Regions from separate parts of the Anser cygnoides genome. Here region 2 is linked to region 1. The links are chromatin contacts, called in public Hi-C maps. All regions are on one chromosome and are shown on one strand. Each heading gives the region's core, a stretch centred on a gene start, on an enhancer-like site or on the middle of the called end of the contact. The rest is flanking DNA. Distances are from core to core; before and after follow the strand shown.

What was found. A called contact is a pair of places that touch in the nucleus more often than the background predicts.
Region 2: a Hi-C map of liver shows a contact between it and region 1, with 7 times the contacts expected there. The contact joins the promoter of KMT5A here to the promoter of ARL6IP4 in region 1. A contact is called at or near these places in 3 of 7 Hi-C or Micro-C datasets (granulosa cells and liver).

The regions. Positions count from the first base shown.
Region 1 is chr17:3,429,152-3,433,144 of Taihu_goose_T2T_genome, forward strand. ARL6IP4 (ADP ribosylation factor like GTPase 6 interacting protein 4) reads left to right here and starts at 2,565. Exons shown (of 5, transcript XM_066979257.1): 1 at 2,565-2,736; 2 at 3,802-3,993. The coding sequence starts at 2,580. It overlaps OGFOD2 (2-oxoglutarate and iron dependent oxygenase domain containing 2), which reads left to right. Exons shown (of 6, transcript XM_066979244.1): 5 at 378-635; 6 at 1,281-2,003. The coding sequence ends at 1,556.
Region 2 is chr17:3,664,870-3,669,014 of Taihu_goose_T2T_genome, forward strand. KMT5A (lysine methyltransferase 5A) reads left to right here and starts at 2,794. Exons shown (of 8, transcript XM_066979241.1): 1 at 2,794-3,047. The coding sequence starts at 2,990. LOC136786572 (a long non-coding RNA gene) reads right to left here. Exons shown (of 2, transcript XR_010825591.1): 2 at 2,747-3,559. SBNO1 (strawberry notch homolog 1) reads right to left here and starts at 1,423. Exons shown (of 33, transcript XM_066979220.1): 1 at 1,266-1,423.

The sequences.
Region 1 (3,993 bases), core at 1,315-3,814:
TTGGGTACGGCCTCCTTAAAGTGAAAGGGCTGAGGGAATGTGTGTGACTTGTCCGGAGACAAAAGGACGGGGAAAGGCAGGGAAAGGGCATGGGAGCTGCTATCTCAGAGCAAAGAGCACCTTGCATTTAAACAACACACATATAAATCGAGGCGTCTGTTTCTGAAGGACACTCACCTCTTGATTTTACTCTTTTCACCACCGCTTTCCACCTGATCTTCTTTCCTCTCCCTGTAGCTGGAGTCTTTGTTCTTTGGTTCTTTATCTGAGCAAGCAGCAGCGTTGGAAGAGGACAAGGCAGCTCTGCAGCTTCTCTGACGAAGCAGCAGGGAACCCAGCTGTTGGTCAGCTGCTCCCAGCTCCTCTCTTTGTGGCAGGTCTTGCTCAATGAGATAGGGATGGATGAAAACTTCGTCACGCCCCTGCGGGAGAAATACCTGCGGCCCATAACGGCTCTGCTTTACCCCGACTTGGGGGGCGCCTGCCTGGACAGCCACAAGGCGTTCGTGGTCAAGTACGCGCTGCACGAAGACCTGGATCTGAGCTCTCACTATGATAACGCAGAAGTCACCTTAAACGTTTCGCTGGGAAAAGACTTCACAGAAGGCAACTTGTACTTCGGGGATTTCAGACAGGTACTGGGCACATTCCTCACCTGGGTCCTGCTTCTGTTGCCCCCTAATCCCAATTTCAAGGCATTGACTGTTCTAAACCACAGTTGTTCACTTCTGACAGTCAAAACCACTCTGTCCCTTCCCCTTTTTAAAAATGTAGTGGTTATACAGGAACCTTTTCTGCTGCAAACAAGATCTCAGTGTTCAAGCTAACTGCAGCCAATTCAAGGAGAGGAGAGAGCTGTTGTAGGAGAAGCTGGAGTGAAACAAACCAACCCATCTTCCCTTAAGGGACATAACGAGCAGGGAGGTGCTGAGAGAGAGGGAAAGAAGTCATTTACTTCATGTGAGACCTACGCCTAATTCTGTAACCCCTGTTCTCAGGGGATTCTTCACAGGAGAGAGGTTAAAAAAACACCATACACTGGTGAAAGAGTTTTGTGATTGAAACTCTGTCTTTAAGTTCCCTCTGAACCTGTCTCTGGGAATGCCTTACCTGAAAGCAGTTGTACCAAACTGCTGCCCGGCCACCACTGGAGTGGCTGCGTTTGAGGTACAGCCCATCCTCTCCCTGTTGCTTGTTTAAGAAGTCGAAATTCAACTCGCTGGACACTCTTCTTCAGGGACTTCCTGGTGTAATGCTGTACCCGCCTGCCTTTGTTCCAGGATCCCAGCCCTGTGCCGAACTACATCGAGGTTGAACACGTGGGGACGCAGGGGCTGTTACACAGAGGAGGGCAGATCCATGGGGCGCTCCCCATCGCCTCGGGGGAACGCTGGAACCTCATCGTCTGGATGAGAGCCTCAGCAATCCGCAACCGGCTTTGCCCCATGTGCAACCAGAAGCCCGAGCTGGTCGAAGCAGAGGGATTCGGAGACGGCTTCACGGAAACTGCTGAGGATGATGTGCCTGAGACTGTGGATCTCTGTTCGCTGTGGTAGCATGTGGTAGGGCATGATTTCTTCGGACCGAGTTGCCTGAAGCTGCTTTCTGTCCTCTCGGGCTGCACTGACAGACTCTGGTGGATGCGTGAGTCACGTCAGAAGTCGCTGTCACCTTGGCAGGGGGATGCAGAACCAGTCCTGCCGGGCTGGGGAAGCCGGCTGCGTCCCCTGCTGGTACGCAGGCAGGCAAGGGCTCACCCTCGGCCTGGCGTGGTGGAGGGATGCTTGGAAGATGTGGAAAGCCTTCCGTTGGAGCCACTGCAAGGGCTCTGTGAATATTTTCAGGGGTACAGGAAAAATAAATGAAGCTGCTTGGCTTTTGTGGAGGCCTCTGTGCCAACAGCAGCGTTGCAAGGCTCTGTAAATGGAAAAGAACAGTGCAATAAAACCACATACCCCACAGAAACAGTGCAATAAAACCCGAAATTTGCCACTTCTCTGCTATTTGCGGGGAGTCCTGGCCTCTTGCAGGAGAAAAGCTTTTGGTTGCGGGGCAGCAGGGAGAGATCCGCCCCAAACTCAGCTAACGGTGGCTCAGAACAGGCTGCTGGGAATGGTGTGGAGTTACCACCACCGGAGGTTTGCCTAACGCAGGCTCAGAAAAATCCATCAGGAGCAGCACAGGAAGCGTCGATCCCCTGGGGCGGCTGAGGGGGTGCCTTGGGGGCTCCGCGAGCTCTTCTGAGCAGAGATTTCCCTCTCAGAGACGCTGCGAGTGTCGAGTAAGCGAGGGGGAATGGGCCTTGGGGAGAGAGCTGGGGGTGCCTGCAGCACAGCCGGGCTCTGCAGAGGGAAGCGAGGGCAGGAACGTGACTCCCCTGGGACAGGCGGAACCACAGGGCGCCCATCACAGTACCCAGCGCCTCCCCGGGGGCACCAGTGTCTGGAGGGGCTTTGCCATTATTCGATTACTCCCTTATTCAACTGCAGGAACTGCAGTGAGGGGGCGTTGTGGCGGCAGGGCCTGGGGAAGGCTGGATGGGGCAATAACAATGGGACGATAACAATGGGGCACCAACAATGGGGACAATAACAATGGGGCACCAGCAATGGGCCCGGCCGAACCCCGGAACCAAAGAGCGCGGCGCTGTTGCCGGCCGGCGCCGAGCGATGGGGACCGGAAGTGAGGGGGGGACGGGACCAGGCCGGAGGAGCGGCGGCGCGGCCCCGGCCCGCGGTGAGGCCGGGGGGCGCGGCGGGAGGGGAGGAGGGCGCATGCGCGCGGCGGCGGCACCGGGGGGCGGGTGAAAGGGGCCTTAAAGGGGCAGCGCGGCCGGGGCCGAGCTCTTAAAGGGGCCGCGCCCCGCAGGCCGCCGGCGGCCCCTGGTGATCCTGGGGGGGGGCGTCGAGGTGTGCTGCGGGCGTCAGGGTGGTAATTAACCGGGGGTCCTCGTGCCCCTAATTAATTAACCGGGGGTCCTCGTGCCCCTAATTAATTAACCGGGGGTCCTCGTGCCCCTAATTAATTAACCGGGGGTCCTCGTGCCCCTAATTAATTAACCGGGGGTCCTCGTGCCCCTAATTAATTAACCGGGGGTCCTCGTGCCCCTAATTAATTAACCGGGGGTCCTGGGAGCAGCGCTGTCCCCCCCGAGCGCTGGTGGCTGCCCGGGGACGAGGCCGCCGCACGCCTGCTGAGGCCGGCCGGGCTTCGCTGGGCTTGGGCAATTCTGGGGATGCTGAGGGCGCTGCCCCCGCAGGGGCCGAGGCGCCATGGCCCGCAGCCGGTCACGGAAGCGATCGCGGAGCCGGAGCCCCTCTCGCAGCCGGCAGCGGAGGAAGGAGAAGCGCAGGAAGAGCGGCGGGGACCCGCAGCCCGGCGGCGGCTCGCCGGGGAGGCGGCCCTCAGGGCCTCGCAGGCGTAGGTCGAGCTCGGCAGCCGCGAAGGAAGGTGGGGAGGGGTCCGCGACCCCGCGTTTTTACCAGGTTTTCTTGGGGGCAGGTGGACAAAGGGGGGCCCGGGTGGGAGAGAAGGATCCCTGCCCGTCACGTCAGCGCGCGCTTTGGGCCCGTTTTGGTGGGGCTCCGGCAGGTGCAGAGCCCTGAGGCCTCTCCTCGCGCTGCGCTGTAGGAACAGCTCCGCACCCTGACATGTTCCAGGTGGCGGCACAGAGGGGATTTGCCCTGGGGACTTTGTCTTCAGGCTGGGAGAGCGGGGCAGTAACAACTGCAGGGGATAATAGGAATACCTGCTGCCACGGGGCCAGAGCTGCTCTGCTCACCCTCTTCTTATGCACTGCAGAAAAGAAGAAGGAAGGAAAGAGCAAAAAGAAGAGGAAGGCAAGCACGTCTTCCTCTGAGACATCTTCCTCCTCCAGCTCCTCCTCGTCTTCGTCTTCTTCCAGCTCCTCTTCCGAGGACTCCAGTGACAGTGAGCCCAAAGCAAAGAAGAGTCGACACAGCAAAAAGAAGCGAGCAAAACACAAAGAGAAAA
Region 2 (4,145 bases), core at 1,544-4,043, 240 kb after region 1:
GTCTGAACAGTCAGACAAACTGCCCACATTTTATTTTTAAAGACTAAGATCACTTTCAAATATAACAGCACACCAGCAAGAAAGAAAGATAACAGAAAAGAATCTGAATGTCAGGCTGTTACACAACTCCTACCGTAGTAAATTATTTGCTTGACATCATCATCAAGCTCTTCGATTTAAGAAACTAGCAAAATATCCAGGCATTTTTACTCGCTACTTTAATCCAGACAATTTATGTACTTCAAAAGCAAACAGTCTATCGCTGAGTTAATTCTTAATTAGAGGTTTTGTGTTTTTGTGTAAGAAATCGTCGTTTGCTCACGCTAATAATTTAACAGATTAATTTAACTCCTTTTTACGCGTAAGGCACTAACCTAGCCTTCAGCGGGCACCAAAGACCAAGAACCACGCCGCAAGCACCTAGAGAAAGAGCTCCGTGCTCCTCGTTTCACCCCTCCAACAAAGCGCGGAACCCGGCCGGCTAAAAATAACAGCGGGACGAACGCGGGGGAGCCCCGCGAGGCCTCCTCTCCCTCGGCCCGTCAGGGACGCGGGGAGCGCTCCCCCTGGCAACCCGGGGGCGAGGCGCGGCGGCCCCGCAGGCGGCCGGGGGGAGCCGGGGGGGGTGAGCCGCCGCCACGTGGGGCGGACAAAAACTTCCGGGTTGGGCCCGGAGCGGCTGCGTAACCCCGGTACCGGGGGCTGCTTCGGCTGCGTAATGCCGGTACCGGGAGCTGCCTCGGTGCGCGGCCTTCCCCCGCCCTCCTCCCCCCGCCGCCGCCGCCGCTCCGAGGAGCCTGAGGAGAGGGGAAAGGGCGCAGGGCGGCACCGCGGGGCACCGGGAATCCCCTCCGAGGGCAGCACGGCGGCCCCGCAGCCCTGAGGCGAGCGGCGGGGGCCGAGCACAAAGGGCCGGGGGGAGCCGCGGCGGGGAGGCCGGGGACCGAAGGCAGAGACCGGGGGCCGAACGGAGGCCGCCCGCCCCCGCGCCGCCCCGCTCCTCACAGCCCCCGGGGGCTGCGCCGCCCGCCCGCCCTCCCTCCCGCGGCCCAGCCCGGCCTCCACCCCGCTCCCAACCGCCCCCCGGCGAGGCCCGGCCCGCGCCCAGACGCCGAGGCAGGCCCGGGGCCCGCCGCCACCCCCGGCCCCTTCCCCCCGGAGCCCCCCCCAGGCCCCGCTGAGGCGCTGAGGGAGCCCCGGGGGCGGCCCCTGCGCGCAGGGAGCGCCCCGAGACGGCCACGGGGAGCGGCGCCGGGCTCACTCACTCGCTCGCGTCTCGCTCCCGGTCCCGCCGCGGCCGCTCCCCGCAGTGCCCGCCGCCGGCCCCGCCGCTCTCTAACTGCCGGCCGCCATCTTGGCCCTCCCTCCCCTCTCACAGGGGAGGGGAGGCCGGAGGGGAGGGGGAGGGGGGGAGGGCCGCCCGCCGCGCCGCCCCACGTGACCGCCGCCGCGCACCGCCCCCACGCGACGCCAGGCACTGCCCGCCGCTGGCGCGCGCGGCGAGCACGTGACCCGCTCCCCTCCTCCTCGCCCCCCCCAAGGCCGCGCGCGCGTCACGTGACCGCCTGGCGCCACCGCCTCGCGCCCCTCCCCCCGCCCCCGCCGGGCGTTTTGGCGCGCTCCGGCTCGCGCTCGGCCATCACGTGACGCGCCGCTCCTCTTCCCGCCCCGCCCGGGCGGCGGGGGAAGGCAGCCGGACCCCGCGGGGGGGGGAACAAAAATAAAAATTAAAAAAATAATAATAAAAAAACCGGCGAGCGGCTCCCGCGTTCTCAAAAAGCGCCGGGCCCAGCCCCGGGGCGGCGGCCGGAGCCGGGAGGGGCCGGGCCGGGCCCGGTTCCCGGGGGTGGGGGAGGGGAAGGCGGAGGCGAGCGGCTGCAGGCGGTCACGTGATCCCGGCGCCTCCAAGATGGCGGCCGCGGCGGGGACGCGAGAAGCGGCGCTCTCGCGAGACCCGCCTCCCGCGGGGCATCATGGGAAGGAAAAAGGGGGGGGGCGCCGGGGCCGCGCTGCGGGGTGGGAGCAGTGCGCATCTGCGGCGGCAGGGCAAGGGTGGTGCTCGCGCGCATGCGCGCTGCTGAGGCGACGGGGAGCTGTGCTTGTGCGCGCTGCTGAGGCGCCGCGGGGGGGGCGCTGTGCTCAGGCGCATGCGCGGTGCTGAGGCGGAGGAGCGGGGACGGTGCTGAGGAGCCGCGGGGGGGCTTGGCCCCGGCCCGCCGCGACCCGCGGGGCCGTCCGGGGGTCTCCGGGGCCGTCCGGGGGTCCACGGGGCCTGGGCACACTCCTGCGCCCCCCCGCGGCGGGGATCGCCCCGTTCCCGCCGCTCCCCTGGCAGGAGCTGCCCGGTCCCCTGAGGAGAATGCGGGCGAGGCCGGCCTGGGGGCGCCCCCCGGCCGTGCCCCCCCCCGGCTCGGCCCTGACGGGTGTGCCGCAGGGTGTGGAAACGGCTGCCGCAAAGACCTGGCTGCTTGAGAGCCCGCCGGCTGCACGGGTTGGCTCTACATCTGGGAAGAGCTTTGTGCCGCTGAAAGCCCTCAGACTCGATTTTTTGCTAAAAGGAAGTCTTCCGTCAAAAGGTTTACCCAGTTCTGTAAGAGCGCAGCCATTTCGAAGGATTTTCATAAAGTTGAAGCAGGCATAAAGTGTGGGCGGTCGTGAAATCTGCTTAAAATGTTAAGGACTGCTCATTCAATTTTACCGAAGTCCACCCCCTTCTTTTTATTACACAAAAAACAAGCAATAAAAGTTAGGCAATTTAAGATTTAAGTAATTTAGATTAATCAGCGATGCTTCAGACACTAAATGGAGGAAAAGATGACAGACGTCTGGCCAGAGATGAGAACAATTTAAATGGCACCTCACATCTCGACTGTTGCCCTCTACACACCTCAAGTAAAGGCACAAAGAAGTACAGGTCACGTGCCGTGTATTTAACGCTAAATGCATCCGTACAGCTCCACACAGTCGTGACAAGAAAGTGACATTTTTGATGTCTTGGGTTGAAAAGAGGCCTGGGAGCAGAGTTTATGATCATCCTCGACTGGGAGGTGAGTAACCCGCTGGTGGCACTGCTACTCCCTGCTCACGTGTAATTACCACATGAAGAGCTGTCTGCAGCACTATTTCCCTATGACCTGAAATACGAATTAAGTATGTCACCAAATGTATTTTGGTTAGAGAAAATATTTTTTACCACTGGGCAGATGCTACTCTGAATGCATTTTTATAATCAGGGAAATGTAATTGATGCCTACTAACATTTTACTGTACAACTCTGTAAAATAACATTGCTTAGCGTAGCGCTCAGCAGTTACCCTCAAGGCATTTATTTTTACTTGCTTTCCAAGGGAGAGGTACAGTGGCTGAAACACAAAATTGTCAGCATTTCATCTCGTAGAGAAGTAATCTGCGTAAATGTTGTGATGTTTCACTGCAAATTTGACAGGTGAGAAAGCGAGACGTGCAGCAATCACTCGTGCTCAATTGGAAATTCTTAACAAGCATGTATTTGCGGTGTATCTGAAAGAAATTGAACTTTCAGATTCAGAGGCAACCAGTCCTAAAAAAGAAAAAAAAAAGTGTTTAAGAAACGAGTTGAAGTGTTAATGGAGACTGGGTGTATTTACTCTCTAAGATTTTCTTTCCCTTCTGAGCAAACCCAGCGCCTTGCTCGCTATTTCTCTTGCTGTCCATTTCACGTTTCGCTGTCGGAAGGCAGCGCTCCGAGGAGCTGCTCCGACGCTCTCGAGGAGATGAGGTTTGGGTCCCCGGGTTTCACAGCTGGTGCGAGGAGGAGCCCCGCTGCTCTCTCCGGGGCACCCGGAGTCGCGGTGACCGGCGCTGGCGGCAGGCGCAGCCTCTGTGGGCTGCGGCCCCATAACGCTGGAACTTCCCCTCGGCGCCGGCTTTTTGGCCACAAAAAGGAGGAGCTGACGCGGGGAAGCCGGCCCGTCCTGCGGGCTCGCAGCGTGAGCGCTCCGTGCTGCGGAGCGGGGGCCAGCTGGGGCTGACGCCGTTTCCTTTGTTGCTCTAGAGATGAGAATTATTTAGCTTGCTTTGCCCTCTAGCGGCGGCCTGGACGGCTTCGATGCAAACCCGGTTGCTTTGTTTAGCATACACATCCATAAAATATCAAGAAATATCTG